Regions from separate parts of the Danio rerio genome. Here region 2 is linked to region 1. The links are chromatin contacts, called in public Micro-C maps. All regions are on one chromosome and are shown on one strand. Each heading gives the region's core, a stretch centred on a gene start, on an enhancer-like site or on the middle of the called end of the contact. The rest is flanking DNA. Distances are from core to core; before and after follow the strand shown.

What was found. A called contact is a pair of places that touch in the nucleus more often than the background predicts.
Region 2: a Micro-C map of caudal fin shows a contact between it and region 1, with 5 times the contacts expected there. The contact joins the enhancer-like site here to the promoter of pora in region 1. A contact is called at or near these places in 2 of 18 Hi-C or Micro-C datasets (caudal fin and hematopoietic stem cells) and 1 of 4 datasets of contacts at active chromatin or transcription factors (caudal fin).

What each region holds. Positions count from the first base shown.
Region 1 is chr10:40,287,031-40,294,634 of GRCz12tu, reverse strand. pora (P450 (cytochrome) oxidoreductase a) reads right to left here and starts at 2,601. Exons shown (of 16, transcript NM_001034982.1): 1 at 2,561-2,601. It overlaps tmem120aa (transmembrane protein 120Aa), which reads right to left. Exons shown (of 12, transcript NM_001082983.1): 9 at 7,484-7,576; 10 at 6,117-6,181; 11 at 3,791-3,859; 12 at 3,236-3,616. The coding sequence ends at 3,506.
Region 2 is chr10:40,374,083-40,381,686 of GRCz12tu, reverse strand. LOC101883602 reads right to left here. Exons shown (of 36, transcript XM_009305521.5): 33 at 6,496-6,779; 34 at 4,246-4,347; 35 at 4,020-4,160; 36 at 911-1,840. The coding sequence ends at 1,725. Among named protein-coding and RNA genes, the nearest start is that of rhbdd2, 40 kb to the right of the region's middle. Within about 2 kb of position 4,221, at least 2 of the 62 cell types and tissues checked have an H3K27ac peak or open chromatin away from gene starts, as enhancers often do. A contact at or near this core is called in caudal fin, where this site is marked.

The sequences.
Region 1 (7,604 bases), core at 1,352-3,851:
AAAACACATCAGATGGACAAATCTAAACTTGATTAGAATTTATAATAATTACACTTTATTAAAACAAATATAAATATGCATAAAATGAAAAGTATTAATAAAAATAAGATTGTACATCTGCAAATTGTCATGAATAAACAGAAAAAGACCCCCGAGGTGAAGCATGGAGGCAGTGTTTTTTATATTTATGTGGTAAATAATAATCTTTGTAACATTTTAATTTTTTTTTTTTCATTTGTTAAGATATTTGTGTGTTGCTGTTCATCCTGTGTGTATTAAGCAATGTGTAAGTGTTTGAACTTGCATAGGAGCATATCTAACACACTCTGTGCTGGACTTTAGAGCAGTTTTAGCTGGTCAATTGTGCAGTATTTTTTACTTCCACAAAACAGCAACGCACCAACAATGCACCTTAACACACCTCCTTTCTAGACCGGCACACCCATGAGTCCATAAAGTGCCGCAAATGGATTTGCTATTTAAACAATGTAGTGCAAAACAGGAAAATTAGGGTTGCGCTGGTCTGAAAATAGCAACAAATCACACCAAACACATCTTGCACCTCATTGCGCTGGGTGTATGATAGGGCCCTTAATGATGATGGAATTACATTTTGCTGATATTTTGATGGCATTCACAAAAGTTATATGAAACATTAGACACTTTACTGTGAATTCAATATGCCCACAAATTATTTTTTAAACAATTTTTACATTCAGCAAGATACCTACATATATATTACATATATCAACATTCATTCTAATTAGCTTTGTCCCTTTAATAATCCGGGGTCGTGAAATGAACCGCCAACTTATCCAGCATATGCTTTACACAGCGGATGCCCTTGCCGCTGCAACCCATCACTGGGAAACACCCATACAAACTTGTTCACATACATACACTATGGACAATTTAGCTTACTCAATTCACCTATAGAACATGCCTTTGGACTTGTCGGAGAAACCAGTGCCCCAGGAAAAAACCCACGCAAACACGGGGAGAACATGCAAACTCCACACAGAAATGCCAACTGACCCTGCCGAGGCTCAAACCAGTGACCTTTGCTCAGCTACCACGCTGCCCCAACACATATATTACATATCTTCAAAAAAAGTCAAAACTGGTCGTGGTTATCTTTTTTCAAAAAATGACAATTGTTAAAAATTACAAATGTTTACATTTACCGTGATTCAAAATCAGGAGTCTTGAAAAATAGTTTGTTTTAACTCTCCTGATGTTAAAACATTGGTATTGTCTTGTCTAAAGTTAATATAAGCATGTCTGAAACAATGGCATCTTTTTCATATTTTGTGCAAAACATATGCACTAAATGACAACTTTTTCTTTTTAAATTAGGAGGAAATGTAAACTGTAGTTCACAGAATAAAGCAAATATCACGTTTAACTCATAACACTATCATCATTTGTAGCATTTTTAAAGTAAATTGTGACACAAATTGTAAATTGTTACTGAAGAAAAGATGCGAGAACTCTCAAGTTTTGATTATTATTAAATGCTTAAAGAACAACGTTTATAATACAATACAAAATGTGTCAGGGGTGTACAGAACAAAACATATAAGACAATGTGTAAGTATGCACACTAACCGAGAAGGGCCTTGTGAGATTACAAAATCTTAAAGGTTTCAAGTAAAAAAGCGGTTTTGGTGGCTTTTTTATGAGTGATTTGCTTTATGTTGTATGTAGTGTTTTAATTCAATTAGTATAGCAGAATAAAATGGTTTTTGGTTATTGAATTTGCATCTGTGAATATGGTACTTTGCAAATATTATCAAAAGATTGATACAATAAGCTTCTTTCTCTATTTTTTTCTGTAGTTTAAAAACCCAAAAATAATATGTTTGTATTCTAAATGAAAATTTGGCAATAATTTGTCATTTATGAAATTGATCATCTCGGACCATATTTTCTTCGAGAACTGGCAATTCACATAAATTCTCAGGTAGCCTCTTTTCCCATAGCTGACATGACATACTGTACGTATGAAGCAACAGTGTAACGTTACTTATTGTCATGTTGTGCCCTCTTTTGAAGACTCACTGTAATTACATAATGAAGAACAGTACAAAACGTCCTTTCCATTGAATGACTGTGATTAATTCCTAGTATTTTCTTCCACTAACGTTAATCACAAACTTTCAACGCAGCTATGACGCGTTAACTTACAAAACAACTTACAAAACCATCGTCAAATGCTAAAAAGCACAAATACTACAATACTAACGAGTGTATTGGTGATTTATCATGGTATTACAGCTTTGTTATTTGAATACTTTAAATTACCATCTAATATGAATATGGAAATCATTTAGTATCACGTAGAAAAGTTACGTTACGCATTGCCTACCATCTGATCTGACTCAATGCTATTACAGGCATAATACTTTTTGTACAGGAGAGATATATTGTAACGTATAAAAGCCAAATGTTCGCTTTTTGTTTACGGCTATAATGGGGGATTGACAATACACGACTAGTCAGCGTTATCATTGTAATTTATTGACAATACAACGCAAAAAAACACAAAATACACACATACCTCCGGTTAGCTGCCTGGAGAGCGGAGCACAGCGCAAGCTTACGTCATATTGTGTTGCCAGACGCATATCCAAAAATCCCTCGCTGATGTTATCAAACTACTAACAGTTTGACTCAACAGCTCAAACTAATTTCTTTGTTGAAGTATTTGATATGCGTTAAAATATTTAAATAAAATGAAACGACACGTTTTATTCGTATATATTTATTTACAGCGGTACTCGTCGTCAAAACTGAGGATGCGTGATTACGTGCGTGCTGATTGTTCTTGTTTATCTGGCAAGCATAAATGTTACAAGGGTGTAGTTGGAAAAGGGAAATACGAGCAATATTAAAAGTTCACCAAGTTCAAGTGCCAAGCCGAGACCGATATGTCTTGGTTCAAAAAACGTAAGTAAAACATTTTTATTTCCCATTTTTGAAACGCCTTCCTGAATCAATTTATGAAATAACCCTAAAATCCCCCAAAGACATGGCTAAAATGTGGCTAAATGCACATGCTCTATCACTCACGCTAATGATGTCATAGTGATGTCACGTTAACAAAGTGAAATAGGAATTTAAAAAAATTATTACATAAACCTCCTTCTTAGGGTTTAATCTGAAAAATCAACAACTTGTAGACAAACAATCAAACAAATGATCAAAAATGTAGAAAAACACAAGCCTGTTGTCATGAATTTAATAGAAAAACTGTTTATTCACTGAATAAATATTACAACAAAATATTAAATATATATTTTTTAGATTTAAAGAAAAGACTTTCACTTGTGCCTTCAGACAAGTTTATAAAAACCACCATTTAGTCAAGATGAACCACAAACAGGAGAAACATTTAAGTCAGAGAGTCATGAGAATGACATGAATAGCACAATAATCCCATTTATAACCATGTTAAAAATCAATAATATAAAGCTTAAATTGCCTTGGTAAAGAGTTCAGTTGCCTATAAACCTTTGGCTTTGTCCTGATCCATGTATTTGTGGTAAACAACACCGAGAGTGGTGAAGAAGTTTCCCATGAACAAAACGAGAAAAGTAGAGCCACACATGAGAACCTAAGAAACAAAAGAAGACATTTCAGATTGAATTGATGTGATTTTTAGTGGAAAATTGTGTTGTGTAAATATGCTATTTTATGTTTTATTTATTTAATGTTTATGGTTTTTGTTTGTTCAATGTTTTATTTAGCTAATACCTCCTTGATAAAGAGTTATACTTAAATTTTTTACCTGCCACTCTTTCCATTCTGGAAGCTGAGTCATTTGGAAGAGTGTAATCCCATTATAAAGCTGAAAAAACTGGCATGCAAAGTAAGACGGTTAGAAACACAAGGTACACAGCATATAAATAACAGAACTGAATCAGAGCATGCATATTTACATTTCACATCAATAATAAGAAATCTCTGCGAAAAGTTAAAGGCGTTTTGGTCACCCACTGAAGCCTGCACGGCAAAAAAATGTGGTGAAAAATGTGGAAAAAAATCATTAAGGAAATCGATTCTGAACTGATTTTTTTAAAAGCAGATGGCTAGAAAATTGTTTCATATAATTTATAGGTAGAATTTACACTTCTAGGTATTTATTAAGAGACCCCAATTTCCTGAGGCCCTAAGCGACTGCTTACTAGAACTTCTATGTTAAGCTGCTTTGACACAATCTACATTGTAAAAGCGCTATAGACATAAAGATGTATTAATATTGAATTGAATTACTGGTTATATCCACCTCTGCATAAAAGCCAACTTTCAAGATGAACGAAAGAAAGAAAATCATTCCTAATGAGCATTTACATTTATGGTTAAAAACTAGCCTAGAGCGCCACCTGCTGTTAAGTCTTCATGGAGCTTTGTATGATTAGATTTGAACCACTGAGATCACTTGGAATTTTCTGACAAAGTTTTTGGTTTCTTTTCTGGACTTAAAACGCCTCGGGACATCTTTATATGGAGGATGAGGGAGCTCTCAAATTTCATCTAAAGTATCTTAATTTGTGTTATGAAGGTAAACAAAGGTCTATGAGTGAATCACTGAATCATTAATTGAAAATGAGAGTAAAAAATACACATGACGTGTTGTACAAGATTATAATGTTAAAAACATTTATACATTTAGCATTATCAGCAAAGATCACAGTATTTAATATTTTACCTTTTCTTTTATTCAGCTGGTTATTTCTTGATTTTAATTCTTTATTAAAATTACAAGTTTTAAGTTCTGTTTGTTAAAACCAAACGTTTCTTGCAGTGCTGTTTTGGTAATAAATGGAAATCATATTAAAAAAGGAGGAGCCTTTTTTTTGCTGATCCAAATCAATGATCCGATCCATGACTCAAAAACCATAGTGTGATCCAAACCATGAGATGTGATCCGTTACACCACTAGTAATTAATTGACATAATTTTCTTTTTTGGGTGAACTGACCCTTTAAAAATGTATCAGCTATTGTTTAAAAAAATCTATTTCCCTGAAAACAAATAGAGGTTTTCATTCCGAAACTACCCAGCAGGCACAGGTCATCAACATGACTACAAATTGACGTTGTACCCCAACATTGTGTGGACGTTGCATTTTGTTTGGAAATGAAAATCAGGTTGACGACAGAACTCAAGGTAAGACGACATCAATGTGCAACGTCCAACCTGAAATCAACCAAATATCAACACCTAATGATGCTACAGTTGACGTTGTGTGAACGTTACCACTACGACATCTATTATACATTATATTTTGGTTGCTATAGCTGACGAATAAACGTCAGTATTTGACGACAATATGATGCTAGTGTCATGACTGTCAGTGACCACCTGAGGGCGCTGTAGTTCAACGGACACTGAGAGTGAACTACAGCGCCCAAAAACTACAAGTCCATACATACCACGCGCATTACATCCGGTCCACGTACACTGATCTGCCATCACAGCTGTGTCTGTTTACCGTTGATTTCCTGGACTATTTATACAACCATTCCACCTCTGTTTGTTACTGCGTCGTTTGTATATCTTGTCATCCTTGGTATGCTGTTCCTGATCTTGTTCTTGCATCTTGTTATAGTCTAGTTCGAGTTAATCTGTCTTAGTTTCTTGTTTTGTTTGTTTGCCATTTTGTTATTTTGCACTTTGCAATTTTGGATTTTTTGTCACTGTTTCTGCACGATATTATATTAAAATCTGCACTTGGATCCGCACCTTTTGTTCCTGTTTAATCGCGTAACGTGACAGTTGGTTTAAGATGTTGGTTCGACGCTGAATTTTGGTCACTTTCCAACACAACTTAAAATCAACCAAATATCAAACATTATTTGACGTCATTATTGGACATCAAAATAACGCTGTCCTTGGATGCTAGAGATGGAATTTTGGTCACCTGACGTCACGACCTAAATCTAACCAAATATCAAAGTCTTAAGACATTGTGTGCCTGCTGGGTAGAATCTATCGCCTTACTGAAGAACTTTTACCACAATGATTTTATAAAACAGGAAGTGAGTGTAATCCAAGATGACGGCATTTATTGCAAAAAAACACAAGATTAGCAAACGCAATGTCAAACTTACATGGCCCAAGAAAAGGAAAGGCAGGAGAAAGGTGAGACCCCTCCACATCCAAGACTGAAACCCCTCTGATAAAAAAAGATAATTGATTTAACCTCAATATAATGAGGGAAAACCCAATACACTTAATACACAAATACACTTCATAAAACACGTACACATGGACATCACCTATATACTATATAACTGCAGGTTAACTATGTTTATAAATAACTTCAGCTGTCAACAGCTATTAGTTACTAGTTATTTAGTTAAAGTTATTAGTAATTAATAAAATTATGGTAACTACAAACCTTAAGTTTTCTGAATTTGATTATATTGCAATAATGTGCACCTTTTGTAAAGCTGCTTTGGAACAATAATTATTGCGAATTGCACAATATTGGAAAAAACTGACATTACAATGTTTTATTTTTGTGAGATGCATATTGCAATATTGAGCATAATTTTAACAGATAAAAAGAATCGCTCAATTTGGAAAGAATTAATCATTTTAGGATATATTCGGATAAATATAGGATTATTTTGTAGTAGAGTGCATCTATATTACATTTGATAATCCAAATAACAAGCAATGATAAATACCGTAAAGCAAAGTTACAAAAGAAATAGATGTTTTATGGATTTTCTGAGTGTCTAACAGTGTTCAGGTACACAAATTGAACAATTAAATGTAAAATAAATAATACTGTGTAACCTTCATTGTATGTATACTGTATTAATCTGTCTTGAAGTTACCAAACCTTAAACTGGCTTGAAATGCATTCACAGTCTTTAAAACACATGCAAATGATAAATTTTTTTGGTAACTTTTTGGTTAATTTTGCAATTACACAACAGTCAAGTGTGTTTTCAAGTCCTGCTAAGTGAAGTTTCAGAAACTAATTTCGAGAGGAGCGCGTGATATGATTGAGCACGACTGGCTGCTCATCTGTAATCGGTAATAATCCAATCAGAGTGGTCCAAACTTACAATAAATAGATCGTTTTACTACTGCTCTATCTTCGTTTTGGAAAAATCCCCCCTTTCACCCCATCTCTTCCTTTTCCTCCCTTTTCTAAGGGGAGCTCTTGATACCTACCTGATCTCGGATCCCCTTATATGCTTATTAACCGGGTGAGAGCCTTGGGCTTAAGTATCTCCGAACTCAAAATTCTCTCCAGGGACAGCATGCCAAACCTGCTATTAACTCTAAGGATATCTAAATGGGAACTCTTAAAACTATAATCCTGATTTGACACTGCAGATCCTGCGATGTAACTACTGCAATATTGATGCTAAAAAAATATATTGTGCAGCCTAATTGTGTAAAGTGCTATACAAATAAACTTGAATTGAACTGAATCAAAACAAAACAACAGACTACCCACCAACCGTGAGGTCCATGTTGTGTCTTTCTCCAAGAGCTCTAAGTCTGTATAAGCAGCCACTCTGGTAATAGTACTGGAAAAACTGAACAAAATCTGAAAGCAAAACAACACAATAAACCAT
Region 2 (7,604 bases), core at 2,972-5,471, 85 kb before region 1:
GCCAATCAGAACAGAGCTTGTGCTTTTATACAAAAGTGAGAAACACCCATTGTTGGTGGATATTATTGTGCCAGTAATAGAAATGACCTGCTTTATGATTCCTGAATATTTATAATGATATTTGCAATGAATCCATTTTATTATTTTAGAGTCAGAGTGTGTGTGTGTGTGTGTGTGTGTGTGTGTGTTTGTGTGTGTGTGTGTGTGTGTGTGTGTGTGTGTGTGTGTGTGTGTGTGTGTGTGTGTGTGTGTGTGTGTGTGTGCGTGAATCTGAATGCATAAGTGTGTTTGGATAAAAAAATAACATCATCCAGGCACACTTCAACATCTATGTGTTTTGTTATACTCATAATTGTCCATTTTATTCTTTTGAAAAGCTATGGAAATACAAAAATAAAATGCTTATTACAACATACATGACCTGAATGTTCCAGACTTTCATCGAATAAATAAAAAATAACCAATGAAAACAATGAACCATAGCAATATATATAGTATAATATAATATCGACTATAATGCCAATTCTAACTGCTCACAGAAATATGACTGACCCTAAACCAGCAGTTTACCCTTTTTTGTTGTTGGTTTAAAAGGTTTAGCATGGACCCTTTTCACAATTCTGGGTTTCTCAGTAGCAGAAGTCATCATAGTAGAGTAAACTTAGAGCATAAATATTATATATATATATATATATATATATATATATATATATATATATATATATATATATATAACAACAAATATATTTTTTTACAATCATATTTGCTGGAATAATAAAAGAAAAACTCCACGATGGTGCAACTTTCAGAAGGAGGAAAACAATAGTGTGAGACTGATGACGGAACAACATCAAATTTAATGTCCCTTCCCCATAGATGCTGTATTGAAAACACCTCGCATAAGAGGTAATTTGTTTTTTTGTAATTTGATGCAAAGATGATATAATACATGATTAAACACATATAAATGTACATACGCTTTGTACAAATGCGTTTTGTGAAAAGGGTCCATTGCTGTGGCAGCTTCATTATTTATCTACATTGATTAAAGTGCATCATTTGAAGAAATACAGTTGAAGTCGGAAATATTAGCCCCACTGAATTATCAGCCCCCTGTTTATTTTGTTCATCAATTTCTGTTTAACAGAGAGCAGATTTTTTCAACACATTTCTAATCATAATAGTTTTAATAACTCATTTCTAATAAATTATTTATTTTATATTTGCCATGATGACAGTAAATAATATTTGACTAAATATTTTTCAAGACACTTCTATACAGCTTAAAGTGACATTTAAAGGCTTAACTAGATTAATTAGGTTACCTAGGCAGGTTAGGGTAATTAAGTTATTGTATAACAATGGTTTGTTCTGTAGACTATAGGGAAAATAGCTTAAAGGGGTTAATAATTTTGTCCTTAAAATTGTGCTTAAAAAATTAAAAACTGCTTTAATTCTAGCCAAAATAAACCAAATAAGACTTTCCCCAGAAGAAAAAATATTATCAGACATACTGTGAAAATTTCCTTGCTCTGTTAAACATCATTTGAGAAATATTTAAAAAAGAAAAGAAAATTCAAAGTGGGCTAATAATTCTTCAACTGTATATCTGTTGTATATACAGTACAACAAGCAATACTTTATGTAACTTAAAATGTAAGTGAAATACAGTGATGCAGTAGACCATAACACACACACACACACACATACACTCATACTGGCTTTCATCGGTATGACCTTCGACCTCTGTGATTTTGACTGTTGAGCTCATTTAAAACCACATCTGAGTTTGAGCTGGGCCCTTCTGCTTCAGTTATCATCCTGTCATCCATCGGGTTTCCTGCCATCACAGAGAGTAGACATGTAAAGTTTAGCTTTTTGCATAGACTGATCGGTTAGTTTCAAAAGAGCTCAATGTTTCGAGAGGGATCTGGATGCAAACCTGTGCAGTGCAAACTGAGCTGCATCCAATGCTTTTTAATGCGCTCACCTAACCCCAACCCTTAACCCTACCCGTCACAGTGATGTCACTCGCTCCTTTGAGTGCATTGTGTCTGAGATTGCGTCGCTGAGTTTGCAATCTCAGCTTGCATCATAAAGGATCCATCCAGATACTATTGAATGTTTCACCTGTTGCACGCGACAAATAAAACAAACTCTGGTTTGCAGAGTAAGCTTTGAGTTGACAAAACTGAACAAATGTACCCTGGTTAAGATCAGGATGTGGTTTCAAAATGCTTGATATAAACGTTACAGGGACACCGCTTTTTTTAGGAATGGTATTATTTTGCAACTGCCTTAGTTTTAAACAGCTGAGTTTGATAATTTATGAATCTATTCAGCTCCTCTACAGGCCTGGCGTGAGCACTTTTATCTTAGCTTAGCATAAATCATTGAATCGGATTAGACCATTAGCATCTCGCTCTCTAAAAAGTAAAAAAAGAAACAAAAAAGAGTTTTGAAAAATTTCCTATTAAAAACTTGAACTTTCTGTAGGTTCATTCATTCATTTTCCTTCGTCTTAGTCCCTTTATTCATCAGGGGTCGCCACAGTGGAATGAACCGCCAACTTATCCAACATATGTTTTACACAGCAGATGCCCTTCCAGCTGCAACCTAGTACTCGGAGACATCCATACACACTCATAGACACACATACACTATGGCCAATTTAGCCTACCCAATTCACCTACTGTATATAGCGCATGTCTTTAGACTGTGGTGGAAACCGGAGCACCCAGAGGAAATCCACACCAATATGGGGAGAACATGCAAACTTCACACAGAAATGCCAAATGGCCCAGCCGGGACTCGAAACAGCGGCCTTCTTGCTGTGAGACGACAGCACTACCTACTGCACCACTGCGTCGCTCTTCTGTAGTCCATCAAATTGAAAAGTTCCTATTTTCCAGGCTGACAATGCACAGGAAGTGGTTAAAAGTAGACCAATTACCTGGGAAAGTGTGGACTTGGCAACCACACTTCTAATCTTGTATTTGTTCATAACCATGTACAAACAATAATATTACGCAGCACTGTTACTGTAGTAGTTACCTAGCTGGGGACTATTTTCAGGTGGTGCATAATATCTTCGCACCTACTGCAGCCATGGTACGACAGCAAAGTTCCTTGATTATTACGCCAAGGTGAGAGTATAGTTCCTAGCTATGTCAGCCTGGAAAATAGGAACTTTTTAATACATGAAGAAACTAAAAAATATATAAGATTTTATAAGAAAACTAGTGAGATGCTATGGTCTAATCATATTTAATGACTTATGATAAGCTAATGAAATAAATCTCTCTCTATTATTTGGAATTTGTACTGCAATGCCTAGTTCAACCATACTGCACCTTTAAGTTGTTATTTTACCAATGAAACAGAAACAGTTGCACACTCTCCTAGAGCCTCAGAAAAGTATGAGTACTCGATTTCATCATCCTTGTTCAGTTTTTGTCATTGGTAGATTATAAATTATGTAGAGTATAATATTTCAGTGCTAACATTTCAGCTGTAGTAACGGTAGTAGCATATTCAGTGAAATAACCTTCACGACTGAAATTAAATATGCTGTGTTATCCACCAAGGACCAGGGTGCTGAAACATATTTGGTGAACTGGCAGTGGGCAAGTTATAGAGACCAAAACAAAGACACGGAACGCACAATTTTGAAGGAGAATAACTGACTTTAGCATTGTTTTTAGATTAACCTGTTCACTTAGCATGTTTCTTAAACATTTCCAAACATATTATGGATTTTTTAAGTTTTAGGAAAGTCAAAAACTTAAACGTACCACCTTTAAAAGTATATATCATCTAAAGTGAATGTTCATCTATTGCAATTTATTTAGGAGTATCTTGAATGTTTATTTGAAAAGAATTTCATTAGATTACGGTGGACTTTTGATGGATTTGTTCTGCATTTACTTTACGTTTATAGTTTTGATTGCCTAAAGTATTATTTTGTGGTGAAAACCTGGCAACCCTGAATATCAGCTAGTCAGTCACTCAATACTCACCAATGCCAAAGGGCACTTCAGATGCCAGACTGTCACGGTTTAGGAAAGATGAGCTTGAATGATTTGAATTTGACGAACGCAATGAAGACATCTTTCTCTTGGAGGCTTTGTTTATTTTCTGAGTTGCTGTGCGACTCCATTCTGTTGCGTCAGAATTCGGTAATTAGATAAACATCCCACACAAAAGCAAGCCAGACTCATGCGTGAACTAACAAAGGCTTCATACCTGAGTTTTCTGCCAGTCTCAGTTTGCCACAACACAGGTATGTCCTCCACTGTCGTCTGACGTTTTCTTTCATGGCGCAGTGGAACACAAAGATGAAGAATCCTGCAGGGACAATCAAGTGTCAACATTCCATCCGAACGCCAAAAATAAACACTGACTTGATGATATCGAACAAAGGAGTTGTGACACTGGATTGTGCTATATGATAATAACTACTGCAGCAAAAGAGCCCTTCAGTTCTGACAAATGAGCAATGCAGTATCTATGCACTAAAACAATAACTGAAAAATCCTTACATCCTTTTTATCTTCAAGTATTCAAACATTTGGAGTCATTAAAGGTTTCTAAATCAATTTTTATATTTTTACTCAACCAAAACATGATAAAACCTCTTTCACATTAAATACAAAATTAGCTATTTTCATATTCAAAATAGTCAAAACCTTATTAAAAATGGTAAGAGACAGTGGATCTCAGAAGTTCTCAGGTTCAGGTGGATCTCAGGACAGGTGGATCTCAGGTTTGATTTGACAAAGGAGTTTTATCTCCATTGGTTTATACTGTATCTCCTCCCTTTTCATTTATTTATTATTATTTTTTTTATATATATATATATATACTGTGTGTGTTTATGTTTTACTTTAGTTTGCTGCTTAGTTTCGATGTTCTGTATCGCTAACTTTTGAAAAAGTTTATTAAAATATGATAATAAAATATAATAAAAAATGGTAAGAGCATGGGCCATTTTTCACAAACCATAAAAAACATTAAAAAAATAAATAAAACTTTTTTTTTTTACAAATAAATTTTAATTATGCTGAGGGATCATTAAAAAATAATTCATATAATAATAATTAAATAAAAAATAATAAATTGTAAATATTTTTTAAAAAGCTTATAGCATGTGGAAAAAAATGTATTTAAAGTATTTTTTTAAGCATTTAGAATTTTGCATTTTCGTTTTTCTGTGCTTAAGCCAAAGCAGTACAATTTAATACAAATAAAATTCAGTTTATCCATTTATCGATTAAATAAATGACTAAGTAAATTAATTAATAATTAACATCAGATATTAATAATTTAATTATTAAAATATTATCTGAAAAATGTTACATTTGTATTAAGTGTATCATTGTAAGTCCTATCCTAATGTTAGACACATAATCCTAAGGGTAAATATTTTAAGTTAAATTAAAATACATATTTAAAAAAAAAACATTCCCTTTCAAGTACTCAAATTTAATATAGATTATTTTAATAATCAGATATTATATTAAATTCCAACCTGTCTCATTCTTATGTTACTATATGTGTCCCAAATTACAGAGTTTTTCAGATACATGAGACATTCTGATTGAACCAAATCCTATATTAATTATATTTGGAGTTTCTGAAGAATTTTTAAGACTTACACGAGGACAACAACAGTTTGTTTCATATGGGTTGATCTCTGCCAAAAAAATTATCCTTTTGTTTTGAAAGAAGTTGGGAGCTCTTATAATGTGGCTGACAGAGTTTACGGGTACATTACGTCTGGAAAAAATCTGGTATACCCTAATAGACAAGGTTTTGTTAGTTGAACCAAAATTGCCTACTATGCCATTAGTACCTACTTTTACCATTGGCTAGCACAACCAAAAATTGGTTGTTTTTGTTTTTTTGTTTTGTTTGTTTTTTAATATCTAACTGTTAAAATGTAAGTTTTATATTTTTATATTTTTAAAAAGTGTATTAACAAGTTAATGTCTGCTAAAACTTTTAATTATAAACTATTTAAACCAGATTTACTAGTATATTTACTATCAAAATTGGAGAAGAATTTAATATTTTGATTTTGACAATACAATTAAGTTGTCCCAAAAAAAGAACTTAAGAATTGTGCTGTTTTAATTCATTTATAAAAGTTGTCTGAACAAGCAGCAAAAAAAAAATGTTTTGGTGTAAAAAATGTGTGATATTATCAAGACTCATTAAAAACGGTCTTGTGCAAACTGAAACTAACCTTGTAGAGTATTAAAAATGGCAAACAGGTACATGAATGCAAGATTTTATGTTCAATCTACTTAAAACGTTTTTACAAATTTAAGTGGAATCACCATGAAACAATTAAGTTGTACCATAAAAACTTAAGAATTGTGTTGTTTCAATTAGTTTTAAATAGGTAGTTTAAACAAGCAGCAGAAAATGTTTTGGTGTAATAATGTGTGTAATTTACTCATCAAAAATGGTCTTATGCAAACTGAAACTAACCTTGTAGAGTGTTAAAAATGGCAAACAGGTACATGAATGCAAGGTTGACGGGACCCCAAGCGAAGAAAGCGAAGCCCCAGGTAAGGCCCAGGAGGACGGTGAGTCCAGCCACACTGCGCATCTCCTGCCAGCCGCTGCGCTGCTGTGTGTTATGAGGATTCTGCTGCTTGATGCGGCACAGCTGGATCATCACCACGATAAACATCGCCAGGTTCAGCAGGAAGACCAGACAGTAATACGCCACCACACCAAAATAGAAGACCATGTCATTTTTAATCCAGCAGCTGAGGGAGAAAAGATGGAAGATTGCGGTGATGTTTCCTTGGTCACACACTCAAAACCTACTAGTATAAATTATGCTAAAACAACACAATTCTTGAGTTATTTGGCGAGACAAGTTAATTGTTTTATGTTCAATCCACTTGAACATCAACTACTAAGTTAACTTAACGGTGATTCCTTTATGTTGAGCTAACCTAAATCAATTAAATGAAACCCATAATTTTTAACAGTGCACTTCACAATAAGGTTTCATTAATTAATGCTAGTTAATATATTTACTAAGAAGATCTGATGGGCTGTTAAACTATCAGAAAATAATGCACCCCACAGCCACTTTGGCAGGATGACGAAGTGGCTGTTATGCGTCAGTGTGCATTATAGTGTAAGTTATTCCACTTATACTATGGTTACCATATCTATTGACAATATTCAGGGATCTTTGCATAGAAACCTACTAAAAATCGAAAGTAAGCCAGAATTTATTTATTTATTTATTTATTTATTTATTTATTTATTTATTTATTTATTACTGATCATGGCTTATTGATGATTTAGTAATTAGTCAATATTTAATAAATATTTAGTCAACATTTAAGTTCAACATGTCTACTTAAACTTGACAGGAATATGTGGACAGTCAATTTTGTGTTTTATTGATATCAACCTTAGCTTGGAAAAACAGCGTATGCACCCCGATTTGTGCATATGCCACATTTATAAAAGAGACCCAGGATGTTTTATTTCAAGGTATTAGTCAGGGTTTTTTTTTTCTGCAAACTTGTCTTGTGGTTACTACTAGTTTCTTACATATCTCACTCAAAGCCTTT